2 separate regions of the Gasterosteus aculeatus genome follow, and region 1 is linked to region 2. A link is a contact called in public Hi-C data. All regions are on one chromosome and are shown on one strand. Each heading gives the region's core, a stretch centred on a gene start, on an enhancer-like site or on the middle of the called end of the contact. The rest is flanking DNA. Distances are from core to core; before and after follow the strand shown.

Evidence for each region. A called contact is a pair of places that touch in the nucleus more often than the background predicts.
Region 1: a contact with region 2 is called in a Hi-C map of tail fin, with 4 times the contacts expected there. The contact joins the enhancer-like site here to the promoter of aqp9b in region 2. A contact is called at or near these places in 5 of 6 Hi-C or Micro-C datasets (liver, skeletal muscle, tail fin and 1 more).

Annotation. Positions count from the first base shown.
Region 1 is chr12:12,874,118-12,878,762 of fGasAcu3.hap1.1, reverse strand. It overlaps polr2m (RNA polymerase II subunit M), which reads left to right. Exons shown (of 16, transcript XM_040163399.2): 14 at 2,342-2,920; 15 at 3,013-3,235; 16 at 4,312-4,645. The coding sequence ends at 4,455. Among protein-coding and RNA genes, the nearest start is that of polr2m, 12 kb to the left of the region's middle. Within about 2 kb of position 1,907, at least 4 of the 9 cell types and tissues checked have open chromatin away from gene starts, as enhancers often do.
Region 2 is chr12:12,825,110-12,830,151 of fGasAcu3.hap1.1, reverse strand. It overlaps aqp9b (aquaporin 9b), which reads left to right and starts at 3,035. Exons shown (of 6, transcript XM_040169019.2): 1 at 3,035-3,275; 2 at 4,046-4,172. The coding sequence starts at 3,174. It overlaps aldh1a2 (aldehyde dehydrogenase 1 family, member A2), which reads right to left and starts at 872. Exons shown (of 13, transcript XM_040165098.2): 1 at 460-872. The coding sequence starts at 576.

The sequences.
Region 1 (4,645 bases), core at 658-3,157, 50 kb before region 2:
GTCTTTTCATCAAAGGATTTTCAGCCCATATTTGGGTGTAGCACATAAAATGGTGCTTGTTGTAGGATGTAAATAATCTGATCTCTTGCTCTGTAAAAATATTTTGTAAGTACTGTACTGCAAGATTGTTTCTTTCACACTGTATGTAGCCTAACTATGTTCCTCAAAGAGCTCTGAGCATTCAGTCCTACATGAAGGTTGATGCAGTTATTATCTTCTTGTTCATACAATTATAGAATAGCAATGCACAAATTAAATTAATATCATTTAGTCTTTGTTTTTCGTTATGTACAAGATATTTATTAACATGCTTTGTGCCTTTGTGAACGGCCTACTATCTAATACTGGGGGTGGGATGCATCACTTTGAATTAGCAAGAGGGTAATATAGTAATATGATGTTAATTCAATGGCTGTGCTGAAGTTAAGATTTTAAGTCACTTTAAAGACATTTACCTTATTTGGGTGACTGCTATTCCTGAGCCACAGGAAAAAGTATTATCCAGCTGTTATCCGCACTGCCAGAACTGTGTTTAAAAAAGCATTATGATGTGCTTTTTTCTCAACGATACACATCATACTGAAACTAATGATGAGAGGCCATCGTATGTTTGGATAATTTAGATTTTATTGTATAATAAAATCAGGCATCCTGATTGTGCCAGCACTTTCACACTGTACAACCTCGTATTTTCTTTTTAAAGCTGAAAGGTTTGACTACCTAATTGTTCTTTGAAGCTGATAACTCCGTCATAGCTTGGTAGAGACACAAAAGAGGCTTTAAAATATATATATATATATATATATATATATATATATATATATATATATATATATATATATATATATATATATAATTTCACACCTAATTCCATATGAATTGTGAACTCCAGATAAATGTTATGTAAATATGCAAAACCATAATGACAACATTTTGTGAACGGTCTGTTCTGCATAGTGGACAGATTCAAGATACTTTATTGTAAATTCTGAAAAAGTCTCCAAAGCCGTAAGTAGTGAATTAAAACAACTGGGTAAGATATCATTTAAAAGACTTCTAAATCTAAAGTGAAGTGTGCATTAGGTGATATACCAGTAAAGTACACGAAAAATCACAGCACGTGATACACCTGTTTTGATTAGTTTGTGGGACTCTGATATGAAAAGAAGATTATAGGTTAACTTAGAAAAAACAAAAAAATATAAGAAAGGCGTCAATGTTTTACAGTGCACTGTATGGTTGTGATCTGACTTGGTGCAAACACAAACATTGGTATAATATAGCTTTTTATAAATATATATATAGTTACTTCCCCAAACTGTGCGGCTGTAGCCAAATGCTGAACTCACCTTGAACTGTGAGAGGGTATTATGTGGACTCCGATGGGACATTCTGGTTGTTGGGTCATTGTTTGTTGCAATCAATGAGAGATTGGTTGTCACAGCGGTCGGAAAATTTCCGGGAAATAGGAAAAGCAGGCGTGGAAAATCTGAGAGCCTAAGGTCTGCTCAGACTGACTGCACTTACTGGCTGCTACTGACTGTGTTTGGCCTGTAGAGGGCAGCAAATCACCTTGACTGTCAGTGACACGAAGAAGAGGTGCAGCCCCACTCTCCCCACAGGAGAGGCGCTAGATCTCCACCTGCTGGATTTCCACACACGAAGAAGAAGAATCCCACTTCGCAGTGTTGTTGTCTCTTGTATGGAAGAAGTGAACCCGCCGTCTTCTGAGTTCTCTGACGTTAAATCTCTCCACTTTGTCCCAGAGTCCACTTAATGGGTGGACTTTTAAAGTGGTCAAAGATTAATTGCAGTTCGTATGAACTTTTTAAAACTGCGACGTCAGCGCACGCGGTGTGTGAATGGCTGTAGCTAGCAGCTAGCTGTCACCCGCTAATAGTGATGTCCTCATCGTGGACAGGGCGCCAGGGACAGGTGGGACACCTGAGGACCCAGAGCAAAGATGAGCTCCAAGAACTTATCCTGCGACAGGAGAAGATGCTCTCTAACAAGTGAGTTTACACTTCTAGCCCCCCGGTGTTTATGCTGTATGGTGCTTAAGATCAGTAACCGCGTGACCTCAGTAAATTAAGTTTCATCTACTTTCAGTGGCAGCAGAGAGGTGGCGACCTAAGGAGACGAAACGAGTTTGACTAGTTGTAATGAAAACTGTTGGTCTCATGGTTTTGGCATAACTATATCTTAATTATGGGTTGGTGGTTAGAAGTGGGCGCGTTACAAATAAGACTAAAACATGAGTGCTGGTCTGTTTGTCTCACATCTGTATCTTGAATGATTATTTTGATATTATCATCCAATGATGCATTTGTGTTGTTTGCAGGAGGTTTTTACAGAGCCTTCCAGACAAAGGCAAAAAGATAAAAGAATTTGCAGAGAAATTGCGCCAGGCCATTTATGACCACAACGAAGAGGAGAGGAGACAGAGTTTTGACTCTGTTGCCAGGACGCAGTTACAGACTAAGTATCAGCAGGCTTTCCTTTTGCAACAACGGGCCATCCCCAACTCACCAACAGCCTCGCAGCCAAACAGGCAAAGTGAGGCTGCTGCAGGGGATGCGGTACCTGTCTCCGCTCATAGGCTGGAGAATACTTCGGATGAGCAACAGGACCAGTCCGTCTCCCGCGCAGCTGCTGGTGAAACCATAGAGATGGCCGCTGCTGGGGCCTCTTTGAACTCTGATGAGACAAAAGAGGATGACCTTGTGGAGGCCTTGGGCAGGGTGAAACTGTCTGAAACTAGTTCTGGTTTCATTACCGAGTCCAAAGACCCGTTGAACAGCACAGCAAGAGACAATTACTTTCTCGTAAAGGAAGGACCCAAAACGCCCAACTATGTAACAGTCCTGGAAAGAACGGAGAAGACTTCAGCACGCGGGAAGCTAAAATTCAAACCAAATCAGTAAGTGGACTTGTACTACACTACAATGTAGATTCAATTTAGCTTTATCACAGTTGCTATTGTGACTAACATTTTGTCACCCGTGTTTCCAGGCTGCCTCACAGAAGTGACGTCTCTCCCTCAGGATCCTCGTCACCCAGCCGGTCTTCTGAAGGTTCATCGCCTCTGTCTGCACAGGCCAGGAAGGAGCGGGACAGAAAACACCTGGATGACATCACTGCAGCCAATCCCCCTCCTCTCCACCACAGTCCGGCCCAGCTTCTGTCTCTGGAAGAGTCGGCCGACCTCCTGATGGAACAATTCAAAAAGGAACATGTTAGTGCAGTCGAGTCCACACACACACAACACACTTGTCTTATGTCTCATCCAGTGTAAACATTAAACTACAGGCAGAGATCAGATCAGGGTCAGACATTTAAATATATCAATGTAATTATACTATTTTTTTAATATGAGAATATATATTATAAATGTAATACGGTGTTGTCTTTTCCTTGATTCTAAAGGCTGCAGGTGATGTATAAATCTTTAGACTAGCTGTGCTATTAGTTGCCTTTACCCACATGGTCATTGAATCCAGATGATTCATTGTTATTAAAAATCATTATATTAATATTTAATAAAATTACCAGTAGTAAACCTTACATGACCGCCCCAATATCAATATTGAAATGTTTGGTCCACAATATTGTGATATGATTCACTCCATATCACCCAACTCTCCTTTAAACGAAGTTTCTCACTATGCTGTGTGGTATAATGTTGAGGGAAGAGTATTTAAATGCCTTCTGAACACAGCTCTGTGTTACGAAAAATATACATGGCATTGTGATCCAAGACATTTAGATTGAGTAACCGAGGAAAAAAGAATAAACGCTAAACAATAAATAAATCCGAATCATCTATCTTGGTCAAATATGAGTGGGCATACAAATAATTTCACTGTTTATTTTATTCAGGATGTTACTCTGTGACTCTGGTCTTGTCTGACACATTTTATCTACTGTAGGAATGTATACATATGAGCTAAAACAAATGGAGCTTACTCAATGGTGCCTTTTGGCATTTTTGTCATCTAATCAGATGGAGAATTAATTTATTTCCAGAATGAACTGCGTGAAAGTCCCCGATCAGACCCCTCCATCATCTCTAGAGGGCAGTGTTCCGGCAGTGTAGGAGCTGTTTATTCCTTCACATCCAAAGAAATGACTTCAGAGCCAAACGTCAAGCAGTGTGCTGCTCTCAACTCACAGAGGCCTGTTAAGCTCATTATCAGTCCCCACTTTTGTTGAGGGTTTAACAGCTATAGCCGTGCTGCTTTATAATAATAGGCTTGTTTTGCCTTCACCAGCCTATTCATGTGAATGTTTTCCCCCTGTGTTTAATTTCAGGAGTTGCAGGCCAAGCTGGCAGCCCAGAAACTGTCTGAGGGATTGAAGATCTCTATGGGGAGCTACACTCCTTACAGTGGCCCGATGGCTGCCTACAGAGAGGTTCAGGATGAAGGAGCCCAGCTCTCCTCAGAGGAGGACTGATCCTGGAAGGCCGGAGCTGAGGAAACCAGTTTGGCCCCGAGAGAAACAGGCTTTGGGCCTTGCAATCCAGGATTTTCCCTCCAAGGACAAGAACTCTTGAGAGAGGAAAAAGAGTCTTTGCACCGTGTAAAGACATAGTTTGTATCCCAGACTCAGGAAATCGAATGGCGGTTGGAGAAACTAGCTTGCT
Region 2 (5,042 bases), core at 1,786-4,285:
TAAGCAAGCTAAAACTTTTACAATGTCTTATTACAACGTTATCATGTCTCCCAAAAGCTGTATTTTGTAGCAATTGCAACGGACCAAATTACAAATATCAATCATCATGATAACGCCAAGTTTAAAATGGAAAAATCTGCTTTTGTCGAGTACTGCGAGTTTGAAATAAGCCGGTTCTTGGCTTATTTGGTTGAAATGATCACGTCCAGGAGTTATTGCTCATTTAATTCAGACACACGGAGCACGTGGACGCAGAAGACCCTCATCGGCAACTTCAGAACGTACAATCGCCAGTTTACCCTTGAAAAAGTTCAGAGAAGTGGTTTTATTCTCGCCTCCAGCTCCGAGTGAGCTGCGCGCTCCGAAACCCGCCGAGAGCAGAAGTTTACTTCCAGCGAGCGCGAGACGCAAAACCCGAGCGGACACCTCGAAGCGGAGTCCGGGAGCGGAGGAACCGACCTTGGTGTACTTGATCTCCGGGTCGGGCACCGGCGAGGGCATCAGCTGGAGGGATGCCATGAGAGCAGCGGGGTCGCTCTTCATCTCTCCGGGGATCTCGATCTTACTGGAAGTCATCGCGGCTCGTCTCTCCACTCGTCTGCCTGCTGCGCCTCTCGGTGGGGGGTGTGCGTGTGTCTGTGTGTGCGTGTGTGTGTGCGTGTGTCTGTAGGGGGGGGGTGTGTGTGTGTTCTCAACAGAGTTCTGATCGGGACTTTGGGTTTCTTCCTGGGTTTATAGCCAGGTGTCCGCCGCAGTCCGTTTTCATTGGGCAAAGAAAAGGGCCCTCCCTTTGGAAATTAAAGCCACGCATTTACATAAAGGACCTCAGCCATGCGTGCGTGAGGAGGAGAAACACTTCCACCCACCCACCCGGCACGCCCGGCTTGATCTGTTTGCACCACTTTTACCAGCCATGAGACGACGGCTTTCTCAAGCAAGCCATAGTTTAACAACAGACCAAAAAGCGCTGCGCCATAAACTGGTAAATAGTTTGTGTTTGCAAGTTGTGTGCAGCCTGAACTGGATAATGAGGGTGCAAATGACATGTTATGGGTTTACATTTGGATCCCTTCTTAATACGCATTACAGTTGCACAAACTCACAGCAGCATGATGCTTTAATGACGCCTGTTTTTCTGGTAAAACAATGTCCCAGCGTGCATGTGGTGTCACACGATCTGCATCTGCTCTCATGAAGCTGCAGATGTTGAAATGTCCAGAGTGTGAGAGAGTCGAGGATGAAAGTGATTCCTTGAATGGAGTAAACAAAGACGTTATCCCAATATAAACCTAAATCACTATTTGTACTAAAAAAGTGTTTGGCAACATTCTTACATCAGCATCATTCCTTTCCTAAGTGACACAGAGGTGTCAAGTTACTTGCTATCACCCTGCGGTCTTTATTTGCCTTACACAACCTCCCCGCGGTCTAAGATGTTATGTAAATGAGGACCAGAGGGACTGCTGCTACTTGCTGGGGTGTTGTTGCCAGAGATTTGTCCTGCAGGTGATAATTCCTTACGGCACCTCCTTTAAACTTCCCAATAAACATCCACCAATTATCGATCTTGTCTCAGGAAACTAAAGGAATTGAAGCAAAGCTGGGTCCCCCCCCCCCCCCCCCCCCCCCCCACCCCCCCCACACGAATGCAACAGTTCGAGGGCAAATCAGCAGTTTGGGGAAAATACCTGTGGTCAGTGGAATAACAATGTCGTTTTTAAACAAGCTGGGGTTTGTTGATATATACTCAATCAGCGGCAAGGTCTTTACGTTCTACATTTCATAATCGGACGCCCCCCTGACAGGACAAAGGAGTGCGGAGACAGATGCAGGCCCGTCATTTGCAAATTCCCGGAGGATGCTGTTTCTCCATCAGCACATCAGCCCTTTTTTCACAGCATGGGCGACACTCTCAACGTGTCTGTTTCACATCAAAGAGGACGCGTCTGAAAGCGTGACATTGATTAATGCATTGAAAAACATCCCATCCGCGGCCTGTCGCCTCACCTCCTCACAAAGCGCAGCGGAGTGGAGATAAGACGCATCCACCCGTGGGACAAACTCCGGGAGGCGGCGGGTGAAACGTGTTCGTGGAGCGCCCTCTGTTGGCGCGTCACATATGACACCATTGTGATATGTGAATATGTGTGTGTGTGTTTTTTAAGAATTGTAAGTTTGAGATCAGTAAAAAATCTTTAAAGAGGTCGAATAAACACCGGAGTCGATATACGCACATAAACGATGTATTATTACACGTTTTACAGTCGGTTTGTATCGCATCTACGACACTTGGTGCAGTAACTTCTACATACGGGAGGCCATTCTATAAATACTCACACATACTATAAATATCCACATACATACAACAACAGCAGGCAGACAAAACTTAAAATTTGAAATGTATAGTTTTTCTTTTTGCATTCGGCAATACATTTTAGCATCATAATCTAAACATTGCCGAGAGGCAAAACACATGACGGCCAATTTATACAGACGCTGGGATTTTATTTCTTTTTAATTTTGATTTTTGATTTTAAATACCTGAGTGAGCCAAAGAACACAATTGATGTAATAGCAGCTACAACTAACACGTACATTTCTAAAGTGATTTGAGGGAAATCTTTTTGAAATATAAATTGAAAGTTTTTTTTGTTCCCAGCCAAGTTCATATTTTTCATACCTAAATAATTTTGAGTACACATTCAACAGCCAACGTGTAATAATAAAAGAAGGATCTCACCGCTAAAAGCTTGTGGTGACTTTTAAGTCATCAAGCTGACGTGAGAGTTGTTTTCCTATATTTTAATGTACTTATACATTTCATATCGGATATCAGCTTAGTGATCTACATAAATATACTTTGCACTGTCTCCGATGTAGTTTCATTGCCAAGGACTTTCCAATGTATAGTAATGTCAGTTAAAACACAGGCTTAATACTCTCCGTAATTGCTGTGGATGCCAGGTAAACAATCTGGGCTCTTTGTTTCTCTAATCCAAAGTAGACCCCTTGTGGTTGGAAAGGGAACTAGATGTAAAAAGCTTAGCGCGCCTGTCAACCTGCACGGCCCGAGGAGGAGGCGGCACCGACCACCGCGCACTGACTCCCTCACAGTGTTTATCTGTTTGTCCTGATCGGGGGAGGACTTCAAGCAGCGGCAGTGGGGGGAAAAAATGGAAGATGAGAGCAAGAGGAAGATGAAGGAGAGATTTGGCCTGAGGCAGGACATCTTTAAGGAGTTCCTGGCAGAATTTCTGGGGATATTTGTCCTGATAGTGAGTACCTCCCTCTGCACCTGTCATCCAGCTTAAACAGACGCTTTAAAGCTTTGAACCAGCATGCTAATAAGGTGTCAAACTGTGTCCCCGGGGACTGCTGTCTCTTGTATGTCTCTATTAACACATAGTATATTATGGGAATAACAGACTTTCTCTTTGATGTGCTGCAGCTGTAATTTGCTCCTGGCAATCATAACAAGATGTGACTGATGTGGGACTGTTTTTCTTCCCCACATCTCCTCCAAAAGTACAATTATCTACCATCTATCTAAAATATGAGTCATTATCCCCGTAATACGTCATTGTGTCTTAGTTATGAGGATATGCAAAAAACTTTGCGATGATTAAATTATACTACATGATTAAATGAGCAAAAGGTAAAACGTTTGTTTCCTGATTATTCCTCAGTGTTTATGGTAAAGTCTGGACTGTCCTCGCCTCCACCACTGACTCAACCCGTCTCCTCTCTGATTCCACGTTGTCCCCAAGTGATGTAGCTTCCTCAACAGCCCTTTTAATTAAAGGACAACTGTTCTCCTCCCAACACTTTCTCTTTGTCTGAATTACTTCTGCCTTTGACCTAATACATGGGGGGGATTCATTCATTTTTTTTCGAGGCTCCAAGAAAAGGCAAATTGTTTGTGGCAGTCTGAGGCTGTTGGTGGACAAGAGTGCCAGTGTTACCGACGGTTATAATTGGAATAATTAAAAACAGGGAGCCTTCCTACCTCCACCCTTTTGTGTTTTTGTTCTTGTCTGTGTCCCAGCTCTTTGGATGTGGTTCAGTGGCCCAGACGGTGCTGAGTAAAGGGGCTCTCGGGGAGCCCTTGACCATCCACATTGGTTTTACTCTGGGAGTCATGATGGCCGTCTACGTGGCAGGGGGAGTGTCAGGTAAAAGGACCCACATGGACACAAGCACGTTTCACATTCACAACAACTCGAAATAATCCTCAACCCTGGTAGCTAATCAGTTCCCTTATACATTTGTCTGAGGATTCATTGATTTATCTATCAATAATTTCCAGAAAATAGTACAAAAATGCAAGTTTCCAAAAGCAAGTGGCGGCACGTTCCACCGCTTAAAGTTGCAGAGGGGGAAACATTTTTATAGTTAAGAAGCTACATTTCTTTATAAAAATTAAAAAATAATTAAGATAATTGAGTGACTTATTGCGTCAGATCAATTCAGGTATTGGAGGTTTGGCCTGCAGAAGGAAACAAACAGGCTGGTTACAAAAGGCATCAGCAGGTGTTTTCATGTGGTGGAGATGTGATCTTTGTCCATGGACGTCTGACGGTCTCTTTGCTCACGCAGCACCATTATAATTTATATAACTGCCCACTGATCCAGATAAAGTAATGGTTTATGCAGACAATGGACCTTTGTTATGAACTCACAGTGTTATATAATGGAGCAAATTTAACACACACTCTTTTCTTCTCTGGTCTGGAAGTCAATACTTACTGATACACATTGAGTGATTTTTTTTCTGTTGAGTAAACTTTTCCACCATCTCTAATGGGAGGATTTTCAGTGTAAGAGCAGAGTCAGTGGGCTTAAGCTCTGGAGATATTGTGTCCTGGGGTCCGAATTTGACTTTTTCAGGTACATTCCTCCAGGATTACAGCAAGAAGAGCCCTGTGTGTGTTGCCAACAAGGAGAGGGACTGATAGTTGTGAAATGTCACAGTGCTTCTCTTTGGCTGGTGTGTCAATTCATCAACAATCAAGGTCTTATAGTCTGTGTGGTCTTTTTTTATA